2 separate regions of the Mus musculus genome follow, and region 1 is linked to region 2. The links are chromatin contacts, called in public Hi-C maps. All regions are on one chromosome and are shown on one strand. Each heading gives the region's core, a stretch centred on a gene start, on an enhancer-like site or on the middle of the called end of the contact. The rest is flanking DNA. Distances are from core to core; before and after follow the strand shown. Region 1 has its middle 54 kb from the start of Ccdc167. Region 2 overlaps Fgd2 (FYVE, RhoGEF and PH domain containing 2).

Region 1 (6,257 bases), core at 736-3,235, 390 kb after region 2:
ACCCCTGCTTGTGCCTCAAGCAGACCCCCAGCCTCAAATCTCTGCTGCTTGCTTGGAAAGGGCCACACCTCCTCTCTACTTTTCAGTTCATCCTAGGGCTGACGAGATGGCTCAGTGGGTACAGGAGCTTGCAGGCAAGCATCACAATTTGAGTTCAGCCTGCAGAACCCGTGAAAACTGGCTCCCTCGAGTTGTCCTCTGGCCCCCACATGCTGTCTGTCTGCGTTACCGAGTCTTTCTGCTGCACTATATGATTTATTATTATTTTTAAAGATTTATTTATTTATTATGTGTAAGTATACTGTAGCTGTCTTCAGACAACCCAGAAGAGGGCGTCAGATCTCATTACGGATGGTTGTGAGCCATCATGTGGTTGCTGGGATTTGAACTCACAACCTTCAGAAGAGCAGTTGGTGCTCTTAACCGCTGAGCCATCTCTCCAGCCTTCGTCGTGTTTGCGTGCACACGTGCATGGGGCCCAGGTATTCGGTGAGTTACCCCATTGCTCCCCACTTGGTTTTGGGAGAGAAGCTCTCTGGCTCTCTGGGAAGTTCACCAGTTTGGCCAGCCTGGTCCTCATGCCTCTGGCCCTGCCCAACGCTGGGATTGGAGATGTTCATGCTCGCTGGGGATTCGGGCTCGGGCCTTCCTGCCTGTGCGGCAGACACTTTACCCACTGAGATGTCTCCCCTGCCTCTGCACTCTGCGTCTTGGCTCTCTTTGTCCCTGCCTGCTCTGTTTGCACCCCCACATCTTCTGGGTCTCACCCCCTTGCCCTTCTAGCTGAGACAGCCCCTCTGTTTGTCACCAGCTCGTGCTTAGAGAGCTCACAAGGCAAGTGAAGAGAAAGGGAGGGGATTCTAACACCCCAGCCAGAAACCTGAAGCAAGTGTCGGTGGTGCAGTATCACTGCATAAACACACAGCTGTCCCCTTTACCTCCTCCTGGCAGAAGGGGAGGACCACAGGGGAGGACCACCAGGGAAGGGAGACTGGAAGAATGAACCCAGAGCAGAGATGAATGGTGGGGCCCCGAGAACCAGGCAGAAGAGCTGAAGGCAGCAGTCAGGACAAAATGTGGGTGCAGGTGTCCATGACAGCAGGCACCTCGCTAGGGACTTTCGACATTGATGGCTGGGCAAAGGGAGTTGACATAAGTCTATGACCATGGGATGTGTGTGTGTGAGTGCGCGAGTCTGTGTGTGTGCATGTGTATGTGTGTATGAGAGAAAAGAGAGAGCCTGTGTGTGCATGCATGCATGCATGTAAGTACACATACATAAGCCAATTATATGTAGGCATGACAGTCATTGATACAATTTGCTGAGAACTCGCTGGGGCTCCCAGCCTCTAGGTAGCACTTCCTGACTACCCCTGTGGTTGGAAGGGCCATGTGACCAGTTCTGGCCAATCAGCATTCTTAGCCAGTAGAATTTACTTTTGTGTCTCAGAGGCATGCAAGATCATGTCTCCTCCCCCCCCACTTCCCGCCCCGGCCCCGCAGGTGTGAGCTGTAGCATTTCCGACAGCCTGCCTGGGTCCTGGGGCTGTTTATGATGAGCCAAGCCCAGGAGGGCCTGAAGCGTGAGCCAGAACTGAACTTGGCGGTTTGATCTGACTCCTTACTGCAGTGTAACTTGGCCTACCCTGTCTGATACAAGATCTCATATGTTTACTTAATCATGTACGTGTACCCAACGTGTATGAGGAAGAGTACAAATCTCTGTGTCCTTTAGATTTTATTTAAAATTTCATGTTTGTGTGTGCGTCTGTGCTGTTGGGAGTCACCTTTCCCTCCACCGGGTAGGTCCTGGAGATTGAACTCAAGTCATGCCGGTTCAGGACTTGGCGGCATGTATCTTTAAATCTTTATCTGATAAACCACCTTTCCCTCTGCTGTGTTTCTGACACACACACCCAGCCTTGAGCAAACCGAAGACATCCCCTCCTCCCACCCCCTCACACCTCTCTTCACAGTGAAACATGGGGGTGCGTGTGGCTCTAACTCCAGCAGCCTTGCCTCTGCAGCTGCTCTCACTTCCCCGAGGGAGCCTAAGGTGGCTTTTTCACCGACTTCCGGTTCCATTTCTGATCCCCATATTGCTGGCAGAATGATTCACTCTGGGGTGGGGATGGCGACCTGAACTGGGGCCACTTAGAACTTTGCTGTTGGGACCATCAGGGAAGCACAGGTCTTCCCTTTGGGATGAGAGGGGGCAGGTCTTACCAGGGAGGGGTGCGCAGTCAGGTAGATGGATGCTGAGAGGAAGAGACCACAGGGTGTTGGCCTTGGCGATGCCCGATCTTACTAATGATGCTGCCTGTGGTCACTGTAAGATCCTACCTGGGCTAGGATCTTACTGTTTGATTGATTGATATTGATTGCTTGATTGGGACAGGGTATCACGTGTCTCAAGCAGGCCTGGAACTCACTAGGTGGCTGAAGATGACCTTGAACTTCTGATTCACTTGCCTCGAGTTCCTAAATGCTGGGACTACAGATGTAATCCCACGCCGGTAGTTTGTGCAGTATGGCAGATTGAACCCAAGCCTTGTGAATGCTGGTCCCCTACCAACTGGGTTCAGAGCCGGTCTGGGGTGGATGTGCTGGGGAGAGCTGGCATCTGCCAGGACCATGTCCTGAACCAGCACAAGTTGCATCTTTGTGGCTGGCCCTGACCATTGAAGTAAGTCCCTCTTCCCTGCCTGACACAGACTAAGAGGAAAAGATTCCTCCCCTCCATTTTTCTTGGATCTGAAAAACCAGAAGTCCCTCTCAAGGGGCCAGAGAGATAACTTTGTGGGTAAAGGCACCTGTCGCCAAGCCTGACAGCCTAAGTCAAGTCCCAGGAACCACATAATGGAAGGGCAGAACCAACTCCTACAAAGTTGTCTTTGTTCCTCCAAGCCCATGTCTTAGCAGGCAGGCAGGCAGGCAGGCAGGCACAGACAGAGAGGCAGACACACACACACACACACACACACACACACACACACACACAAATGTAATAAACACATTGTTAGATCCCCTTCAGAGTCTATCCACATCTTTTCTAGTTTTAAGGGACGCTACTACTCCAACGGATTGCATGCCGGGGAGGGGGCACCCCTCTTTAAACTTTAGCTGGACAGTTAGCATCCCTCGCCGGTTTCTCTCCTCCCAGCCCACACCCTCATTAAACTGTCCTTGAATGACTCAGATGGAACGACCCCTGCTTCCTGCCAAACTGGATCATTAATAAGATGTCTAGTAGGCATGACGTACTGTTGCCAACTTCACAGGCACCTTCAGCGCTTCTCATAGATGCTCTCAGCTGCTCCACATCTGCCTCTGCTGCCTCCTGTGTCCTGTCTGTGACCTCACACTCCCCACTCCCACTGCGGTACTTCTCCCAGGGACATAGCCACCCTATCAGGTTCTTCCCACTGCCTCTTCTGATCCAGGCCCAGTTCTTTCTCCTGGCCAGTCAGCTCTGGTCCCCACAGGGTCTTTAGCCACAGTGGAGGCTGGGAGTCCAGCCTTGGCCCATAGACTCTGGTCAGAATTTCCAACTGCTCCTGGAAGCGAGGTTGGGTATTCTTGTTTTTTTGTTTTGTTTTGTTTGTTTGTTTGTTTGTAATTTTTTTTTGAGACAGGGTTACTCTGTGTCGCCCTGGCTGTCCTGAGCTGACTCTGTAGACCAGGCTGGCCTCCAACTCAGAAATCCACCTGCCTCTGCCTCCCAAGTTCTGGGATTAAAGGCGTGAGCCACCACTGCCCATCGAGACTGGGTATTCTTTTTGTTTTTTTGTTTTTATTTTTCTTTAAAGATTTATTTATTTATTATATGTGAGTACACTATATCTGTCTTCAGACACCCCAGAAGAGGGCATCAAATCTCATTATGGATGGTTGTGAGCCACCATGTGGTTGCTGGGATTTGAACATTTGGAAGAGCAGTCAGTGCTCTTAGCTGCAGAGCCATCTCTCCAGCCCCCGAGGCTGGGTAGTCTTGAACGCCTCAAACATAGCACATTCCAAGTTGAAACTCCTTCCCTAAGCCCACTCTCCCTCCATGTGACCTTTCAGAGTGTGAAATAGCCATTTGCCCCCGCACAGAATGCTGTCTGGACGTCCATTTTGCCATCTGTTTCCTTCCTCCCGGGTCCTGTCCAGCCTCAGCATACTGTCATGGCTCTCTGCCATCCACCTTCACCATGCAAGGCTCCTTGAGTGACTCCCAGGCTCTCACACTCTCTGAAACCACCCTCCTCATTCCACATCTGAGCCTGAGACTCCCCTGCTCAAAACCATCCCAAGACAAACTGGACCTGCTGTGATCTGCCCCAGTGTCCCTCTCTCATGCTGACTCCTCCAGGGCTCTCACCCTGGGAGCATGGAGCTGCCTCCAATGCCCCACTCCGCATCACTCTGCCTTGGCTGACCCAGCCTTTCTGAACTTTGGCCCATCCTGGTCAACTTTGGTCAGTCTGTCTGTCCGACTATCCCTCCCTTTTCCCCTCCCCCTCTGTGCTTGTTTTCCTGTTGCTTTCTCTTCCTTCCTTCTTTCCTTCCTTCCTTCCTTCCTTCCTTCCTTCCTTCCTTCCTATCTTCTTTCTTTCTTTCTTTCTTTCTTTCTTTCTTTCTTTCTTTCTTTCTTTCTCTCTCTCTCTCCCTCTTTCTGTCTTTCTCTCTTTCTTTAGACAGGCTTTCACTATGTAGACCAGGCTGGCTTCAAGCTCATAGAGATTGGCAGGTGCCACCATGCCTGGTGTCTTGCTTGTGGCTTAAAGCTACTTTGCTGGCATTTCCTTCAGGTAGGAGCAGGTGTGCCAGTTGGTTTGCTTCGCTCTCAAGACATATAAGAGGGCTGTGACATAGAGGAAGGGAAATCCCTCCCCACTGCTAGCTACCCCTGCTAAGAGTCTTCTCTTATAACCTTCCTCCCTGAGTTTGATGGTAGCCACAGAGCTGTCGCTGCCAGGCAGTAGGTTGCTCAACTAGCCGCTGAACTTTTCTGGGCTTTCCCTGCAGAATGTTCTGCAGGTCCCTGGGAATGCATTTCTTTCAGTCAGTGACTTTGTCTCCTCTGCATGACTGTTGGCCCTTCCAGGAGCTACCAAGAAACTTGGGCTTCAACTCTTGACAACTCTTCTCACAGAATCCCAGTATTCTCTTTAACCCCACTCCCAGGTCCTCTCCTGTCTTATCCCTTGTACCATAGTTGAATCCCAGGAAAGGTTCCTCACAAGGCTGTCCATCACAGATCCTGCTCTCTCTACCCGCTGGTGTTGGGGCTGCTGGAGCAGGCTTGAACCTTCATGCTGGGCTCAGCTCGAAGGAAGAGCTCATCAGCTCACCCAACTTCAGCCCCACTCTTCTTGGAATCAGACTCTGCATTTCCAAGAACAATAACTTGACTGGCTATTTGAGGGAGGAACTGGCGTCTAGGGAGTAGGAAGAGGAAGGTAGAGAAAAGGGAAGGATTTAAAGCATGGCCAGAAGACATGGGACATCGCAGGGGAGCGACAGGGAATGGCTCAGATACCTAGGCCAAGCAACTTACCGTGAAGCCTTTCTCTTGCCCTTCCATGGGGAGCAGTTTTCAATCAGGACCATTTATGAACCTGAGGAATGGGAGGGAGGAGAGGAGGATCACGTGGTCCTACCGTCACGGAAACCATCTCTGACCGGGTCCCGAACGCGAGCTCCCCCTTGTGGGTAGCAGAAGAGCAGCAACCACCGCTGCCATGCCCAGTCACACAGGGTGAGCACAGGGTGAGCAAGGTGGCGGGAGGCAACTTGATCTATCAGCAGGTCGAGCCATTCATTATCTCCAGGCACATCCATCATTATCATCATCAGTCCGTGAGATGGTGGCCTTTCTGATCAGTCCCATCCTGCTATCTGTCATGGATGCCTGGATAGTTCCTAACTGTCACTGAAGGCTCTGGGTGTCTCTGCCCACTTGATGGCTCTTTCCTCTGGGCCTGAGTCCAGGAAGTTCCCTTTGAGATTCTCCCATCTGGCCTCCTTGCCTATCTAGTCTCCAGGCATTTGTCATGGTATGGACTCAGTCTATGTCTGTTGTCTCCCTCTCTCCTCCCTCCCCTCCTCCTTCCCTCTCTCCATGTGTATCCACACACCTATTACCTAGCAGCAGCCCGTACATCATGCAGACCCTATTATCCATCATTTATCTACATATGTATCATTCATGCTTCCAGCCATCTATTATCCATCAGCTCCTTGAAGCCTCTTTTGAAGTCCCGCACTTT
Region 2 (6,834 bases), core at 2,515-5,014:
GACCTGCTTCTGGAGTCTCATGCCTGCCAAGCCCAGCTCTGTCTCTTGACTAGCTCAGGAGGACAGCCCTGGCTCTGGCGCCTGCCGACGTGAGCACACACACCTCATCGCTCCTACAGTTCTGCCTACCCTTGGCCAGCATGAACCAGGACCGCATGTCTCTGAGCCTCTGAAACAAATGACCTGTAGTATTATGCAGAGATGCAGAGATGTAGTGATTGTGTCGGGAGTGATGGCGTATGCCCATACCCAGAATCCTGGGGTGTGGGGAAGGTGACCAGGAGTTCAAGGCCATCCACTGCTATATACCAAATTTTAGGTCAGCCGGGGCTACATGAGCCTCTGTCTCACAAAAAAAAAAAAAAAAAAAAAAAAAGTAGTGATTGTGAAGTCCCGTGGCTCATGCCACCTTGTGGACACTCTGTCACCTGACCGTCCTTTCTGCTTTCAGAAAGAGGCCTCAGCAGCACCCGAGCAGAGTCTGGTGTGCAGCTTCCTGCAGCTCATAGGGGACAAGTGCAGCAGGAGCCTTCCCCGGAGCTGGTGTGTGATCCCCCGGGATGACCCCCTTGTCCTGTATGTCTATGCAGCCCCCCAGGTATGCCATGTATGCTCCAGCTAGACTCCACATCCTCACAGGGGGACAGGAGAGTGGGCTTGGGGTGTTATTTACCCTGCAGGGAAGATGGGGAAACTGAGGCCCTCTGAGGACATGGTTTTCTCAAGTTATAGGTTACTGAGTTTCAGAGCTGGGCTCAGAGTACAGGAAGACTCATTCTTTCCTCTTCTTCCTCTCCTTTCCCCTCCTCTCTCTTCCTCCTCTTCCTCTCCCCTTCCCCCCTCCCCCTCCTGCTTTTTTTCATCTTTCAACAGGCCCCCTCCATCAGGGGGCTTCTGGCTCAAGCAGGCATATATGTCTGTCAGGAGCAGCAGGACTAAATTGGGGGACAGGGACCTTAACCCATGGCTTTCTTCTCCTCCAGGACACAAAGGCTCACACCTCCATCCCCCTACTGGGCTATCAGGTGATTTCAGGGCCCCAGGGGGACCCTCGGGTTTTCCAGCTGCAACAGTCAGGCCAGCAGTACACCTTCAAGGCCGAGTCTGTGGAGCTGCAGGGCCGCTGGGTGACAGCTATCAAGCGTGCGGCCAGTGGCCGGACCCCTGAGGGACCTGACGAAGAAGATGTGTCTGACTGAACCACAGCCAGCTGCTCATCGAGAGTCCATGACAGCCTTCCCAGGCCTACCCCATGGTTCTATCACTTCACCCCAAGCTGGGCTACCCCTGACCCACCTGATGTCTATACCGAGACAATTCATCCTGACTCTGTATCCAGCAGACACAGGCCCTTTCCTTCAGGAAGATACCACCAAGTGTCCCAGCTGGCTGGAGAGGGGGCGGATATCCCTGGATCATGAAATCTTCATTGCTAAAACAATGTTGTAGCTTAATGGGTGGCATGCCCATCTAACATGGATGAAGCCTTGGGTTCAGTCCTCAGCGAAACATAAACTGGGCATGGTAATACATGCAACAGTTGGGTAGGTAGAGGAAGAAGGACCAAAAGGCCGAGGTCGCCCTGGCTATAGAGTGAGTTACAGTCCAGCCTGGGCTACACAAGAACCTGAGAGCACAAAAAAAGTCAAAATAAAAGATGACAAGTACCAATAACTGGGACTGTTGTCACCCTAGTGAGGGTCTGAGCCTGGGTGTGAGTGACCTAGGAAACTTTGGAAGGGTTGAGGGGAAAAACAGACACCAACTAACTTTGAAATTGAACAATGTCTGGGTCTCTTAGCAAGGCTTTTTATTTGACTGGTCTGAGAAGGGGGAGGCAAGAGAACTTCAGGGGCCTCCATGGGAGGGCCCTAAGCACTGGGCTTCATGGCCAGAGAGGAAACTGAGAGCCACTCAGGGCACCTGCCAAAGCCAGGGGAACGATGATCATAGCACCAAGATCCCATGAAGCCACAGTGTGCGTGCCCACGTGTGCTTATGGTGTGTGTGTGTGTGTTTGTATACTATGTGTGTGCATGTGATGTGTGTGTGTGTGTGTGTGTGGTGTGTGTGTATGCTTGTGTGGTGTATGTGTGAGTGTGGTGTGCATGCATGTGTATGTGTGTGAGGTGTTTCTGTCTGTGTCTGTGTGTACGTGTGTGTTTTGAACCAGGTTCTCAGTTTATAGCCTTGTAGCCCTGGCTGGCCTGAAACTAGCTATGTAGCTCAGGCTGGTCTTACAGAGAACCCCCTGCCTGTATCTCCTGAGTGCTGGGATTAAAGGCACACAAGTCCACACCAGGATGCTCTGGGTGTTTTATCACCATGATCGAATTCCACTGCTTTCCAGATGAGGACATCTACTCAGAGAGCTTAACTGCTTGTCTCTGGGTCACACAGCTGGTGCGTAGGAGAGCCAGTGACATGGGGGGAGGAGGTAGAGAAAAGAGGGCGAAGGAGTTGGAGAGACATGGATGGGAATAAAATGGACATCTCCGTCTGGCCCCTCCTCCCCTCAGGGATGCTTGGAGTCAGTGAGATGGCTCAGCGGGTCAGGATAGAAGTTCCTCAAACATTGAAAATAGAACTACCATCTGGCCCAGCTGTGCCACCCCCTGGCTGCACACCAGGACCCTAAGTCAGCACTCCACAGGGATGCCTGCATATCTGTGTTTCCTGTTGCACTATCTCTGAGAACTGGACCAGCCCACATGTTCATCAACAGATGAATGATAAAGAAAATGTGTCACATATGCAGAGTGGAATTGTATGCAGCCATGAAGAGGAACACTGTTGTGACATTTGCATGAGATGCGTGGGAGTTATTGCATTTAAGCAAAATAAGCCAGACTCAGAAAGACGGACACCAGACATGGCGTGTTTCCTCTCTTTCATGGGACCTGGATTTAAAAATGTATAAATATGTCTATATGTTGGGTAAAGTAGGTCATAAAACAAGAAAGGGAACCATGAGACAGGAAGAAGAGATCCTAAGGGGAAGAGTGAGTAGTGAACACAGGACATAAGAAAACAGAAGGGGTAGGTAGGAGGGGACCAGCATGGGGAAATGGGGACCCAGGAAGGGAGAAGAGGAAAGAGAAAGTAAGAAAAATACATGCAGGAATGCTACAGGGGAACCCATGCTTTGTGCTGACTTTAAAAAAATAATTTAGGGGCTGGAGAGAGAGAGTTCAGGAGTGAAGGACATTTCCTTCTGCAGAGGATCCCATAGCCCAGGGCAGGCAGCTCACAACTTCAAGCTGCCTGTAACTACAGCTTCAGGAGAGCCAGAACACTCTTCTGGCCTCCAAGGGTGCACACACGCACACATGCATGCGCACACGCATGCGCACATGCACACGATCTTTGCATTGGAGAGATGGATTTTGCAGGGACCTGGGTTCAGTTCCCAGCTAGGGAAGGGACCTTGACACAAGGGATCATGACCATATATATGTCAGAGCCTGGACAAAGCTTACCTCCCCCTGACTTCCCCTGTGGGACATTACTCTTCTGCCCAAGGGTCTGAGCCGCTACCGGCACTCGGGGCTCTGAGGAACTTCAGGCTCCATTTGTTCTTTTCTTCTTGTTGTGATCTGAGTGCCCTGTGTTGCCAGCACAGCATCTTTCCATCCGGAGCCACACCCTCATCTCCAAATCAGCCCGTAGACCCCAGTGTGAGTCCACACAGATACAGATGAAAAGGGAAAGGCCGGGGAAGGTGGGATGAGTCAGGACACTCAATAACTGACAGTTTCCGAGTCACATACAGCTAACACTAGGGGGCAGCATCTCCCAGGAGTTAGTGTCCAGCCCACTGTAGAGCCACTCCTCCGCCAACCCCCTACAGTTTGTGTCCACTAGGGCAGGGCATCTAGATTGGGTTACCTCAGACTGGTCCTCCACCCCTGAGGATGGAGACGGAGACGGGGATGTCTGCTGAATGAATCTGTGCATAGCCTGATAGGCAGTCATGTGAGCTTCTTGTCAGCTTTTACTTTACTTTACTTTAATTAATTAATTTATGTATTTATTTTAAGATTTATTTATGTATATGAGTGCACTGTTGCTATCTTCTGACACACCAGAAGAGGGCATCAGATCCTACTACAGATGGCTGTGAGCCACCATGTGGTTGTCGGGAATTGAACTCAGGACCTCTGGAAGCATCTCTCCAGCCCCCTACTTTTATTTTATTTTATTTTATTTATTTATTTTTTTGTTTTTTGGGGGTTTTTTTGGTTTTTTTTTTTCAAGACAGGGTTTCTCTGTGTAGCTCTGGCTGTCCTGGAACTCACTCTGTAGACCAGGCTGGCCTTGAACTCAGAGATCCACCTGCCTCTGCCTCCCAAGGTGTGCGCCACCACACCCGGCTCTACTTTTATTTTTTAATTAAGGTTTTATTTCTTTCTATGTGTGTGAGTGTGTGTCTATGTGCACCATGTGTGTGCATGTGTGGAGGAGACCAGAAGAGGCCCTGGATCCCCTGGGATTCTGGGTCTCATGTGCCCAGGCTGTTCTCAAAATCAATGATATTAAAGTCCTGATCCTCTTGTCTCTCTGTGTTCCGTTTATGTAGTAGTGCTGGATCACAGAGATGTGCATGGCGGACAACTCTCTCCCGATTGAACCAAATCACCCCCTCCTCAGAAGGAGTCCTTCTCGCCCTAAGCCCGCCTGCTTCCAGGTCAGCATGGATTCCATGGGAGCCCTTGCTCATTCTCTTCCACATTCCCACGCTGCTCCTGGCTCTAAGCCATGACGCTGGTTTAACCCCTGAGTGTCGGTGCTAATACCAAACCTGATCACACGACTCCTTCTAATTCTGAAACTGTTGAGGTTTGAATGAGATGTCTCCCACAGGCCGGGCGTTTGAACACTCAGTCCCCAGTTGGTGACCCTGGTGAGGTTTAAGTGCAACCTTGCTGAAGGAAATATGTCAATGGAGGTGGGCTTTGAGGTTCAAAAGCCCCTCGATATCCCCAGTTCTCTCTCTCTCTCTCTCTCTCTCTCTCTCTCTCTCTTTGCTTAGTGCTGCTATAGTTCCTTGCTCTGATGGTGTGATGGTGGATTCTTTCTCTCTGGAACTGTAAACCCAGATAAATCCTTTCTTTTATAAAGATGTGTTGAGTGGGCTGGGCTGGAGAGATGGCTCAGTGGTTAAGAGCACCAACTGCTCTTCCGAAGATCCTGAGTTCAAATTCCAGCAACCACATGGTGGCTCACAACCATCCATAATGAGATCTGATGCCCTCTTCTGGTGTGTCTGAAAACAGTTACAGTGTACTTAGATATAATAATAAATTAATCTTTAAAAAAATATGTGTTGATCATGATATTTTATCACAGCAATAGAAAAGTGACCAAGCTGTGTGTCAGGAGGTGGTTCCCATCTACAGTGGTGTCAGGTTAGAAATCTGTCTGATGGACTCCTCCTTTGTGGGTCACTAGGCCCTTTCGATCTAGCCCCTGGGTCACCTCTCAAAAGATAACCATCTGTACTGGCTAGTTTTGTGTCAACTTGACACAGCTGGAGTTATCACAGAGAAAGGAGCATCAGTTGAGGAAATGCCTCCATGAGATCCAGCTGTAAGGCATTTCCTCAATCAAGGGGGAAAGGTCCCTTGTGGCTGGGACCATCTCTGGGCTGGAAGTCTTGGGTTCTATAAGAGAGCAGGCTGAGCAAGCCAGGAGAAGCAAGCCAGTAAAGAACATCCCTCCATGGCCTCTGCATCAGCTCCTGCTCCCTGGCCTGCTTGAGTTCCAGTCCTGACTTCCTTGGTGATGAACAGCAGTATTGGAAGTGTAAGCCGAATAAACCCTTTCCTCCCCAATTTGCTTCTTGGTCATGATGTTTGTGCAGGAATAGAAACCCTGACTAAGATACCTTCTCTATCACCAAGGCTCCCAGATGCACCCCCAGGGCCTTTGTGCCTGTGGCTCCTTCAGCAGAGATTCTCTGGCACGTCCCCTGATAGACTGAGACCCCTGCCTTAATGGCCTTCCTCTGGGAGGCTCCCTGACCAGCTTCCTAGTCCCCCTTTCCCACGCTGTCTTTTTACTTTGCTTCAGTAACCGTTTGTCACTGTCACCCTGATGTTAGTGGTATTTAGTCTGTTTTCTGTTTGTCTGACTAGTATTTGTCTCTAAAACTATTAAGCTTGGGTTTCTGGAGAGCGAGCAGAGTCCTTGACTCCCTGGTAGCGGGCACTGGAGATGGCAGAATGATTTGTGTGGCTCGGCTATGATGACGACAGTGGCCTCGGGGTCACTGTCAGGATGGCGTCACAGGGTCTCCATGTCTGTCAGCTCTTCCAGCACCCACCCTTCAATTCATCACTGGTTCCCAGAGGTTTACAGCTAGCAAAGGCTTGGAAACACAGTGTCAGGGCTGAGATGGGATGCAGGCGACAGAGTTAGCCCGTTGTGCATGGAGCCTTGAGTTAGACCCCCAGCATGCCTTCAGCTAGGCCTGGTGGCACATACCGTTAATCCCAGCATTACAAAAACAAGGACATCAGGAGTTAAGGGTCAACCTGGCCAAGATAGCCAACTGGACTCCATGAGACCCTATCAAAACAGTAAGGGGCTGACTGGGAGACAGCTCAGTATTATAGAGCACTTGTGACCCTTTCAGAAAGCCAGGGATCAGTTCCCGGCATGCACTTACAAGGAACCTGGAGCCCTCTTCTCATCTCCAGCACTGTGCGCATATATGATGTGCATCCACCCAGGTACTTGCAAATACACATAAATAAAAGTAGCTAAAAATATCTTTAGAAGAAGGAGAGAAAAGAAAGGAAGGAAGGGAGGAAGGGAAGAAGGGAGGGCAGA

Evidence for each region. Hi-C and Micro-C count contacts between places; a contact is called where the count stands out from the background.
Region 1: a contact with region 2 is called in a Hi-C map of Th1 cells, with 3 times the contacts expected there. The contact joins two enhancer-like sites. A contact is called at or near these places in 4 of 484 Hi-C or Micro-C datasets (CD4 T cells, Th1 cells, embryonic stem cells and 1 more), 2 of 115 datasets of contacts at active chromatin or transcription factors (memory CD8 T cells and regulatory T cell precursor) and 1 of 9 other capture datasets (embryonic stem cells).

Annotation. Positions count from the first base shown.
Region 1 is chr17:29,767,871-29,774,127 of GRCm38.p6, forward strand. No RefSeq gene overlaps it. Among named protein-coding and RNA genes, the nearest start is that of Ccdc167, 54 kb to the left of the region's middle. Within about 2 kb of position 1,986, at least 83 of the 459 cell types and tissues checked have an H3K27ac peak or open chromatin away from gene starts, as enhancers often do. A contact at or near this core is called in Th1 cells and memory CD8 T cells, where this site is marked.
Region 2 is chr17:29,377,862-29,384,695 of GRCm38.p6, forward strand. It overlaps Fgd2 (FYVE, RhoGEF and PH domain containing 2), which reads left to right. Exons shown (of 16, transcript NM_013710.4): 15 at 452-598; 16 at 984-1,674. The coding sequence ends at 1,199. Among named protein-coding and RNA genes, the nearest start is that of Fgd2, 20 kb to the left of the region's middle. Within about 2 kb of position 3,765, at least 47 of the 459 cell types and tissues checked have an H3K27ac peak or open chromatin away from gene starts, as enhancers often do. A contact at or near this core is called in Th1 cells and memory CD8 T cells, where this site is marked.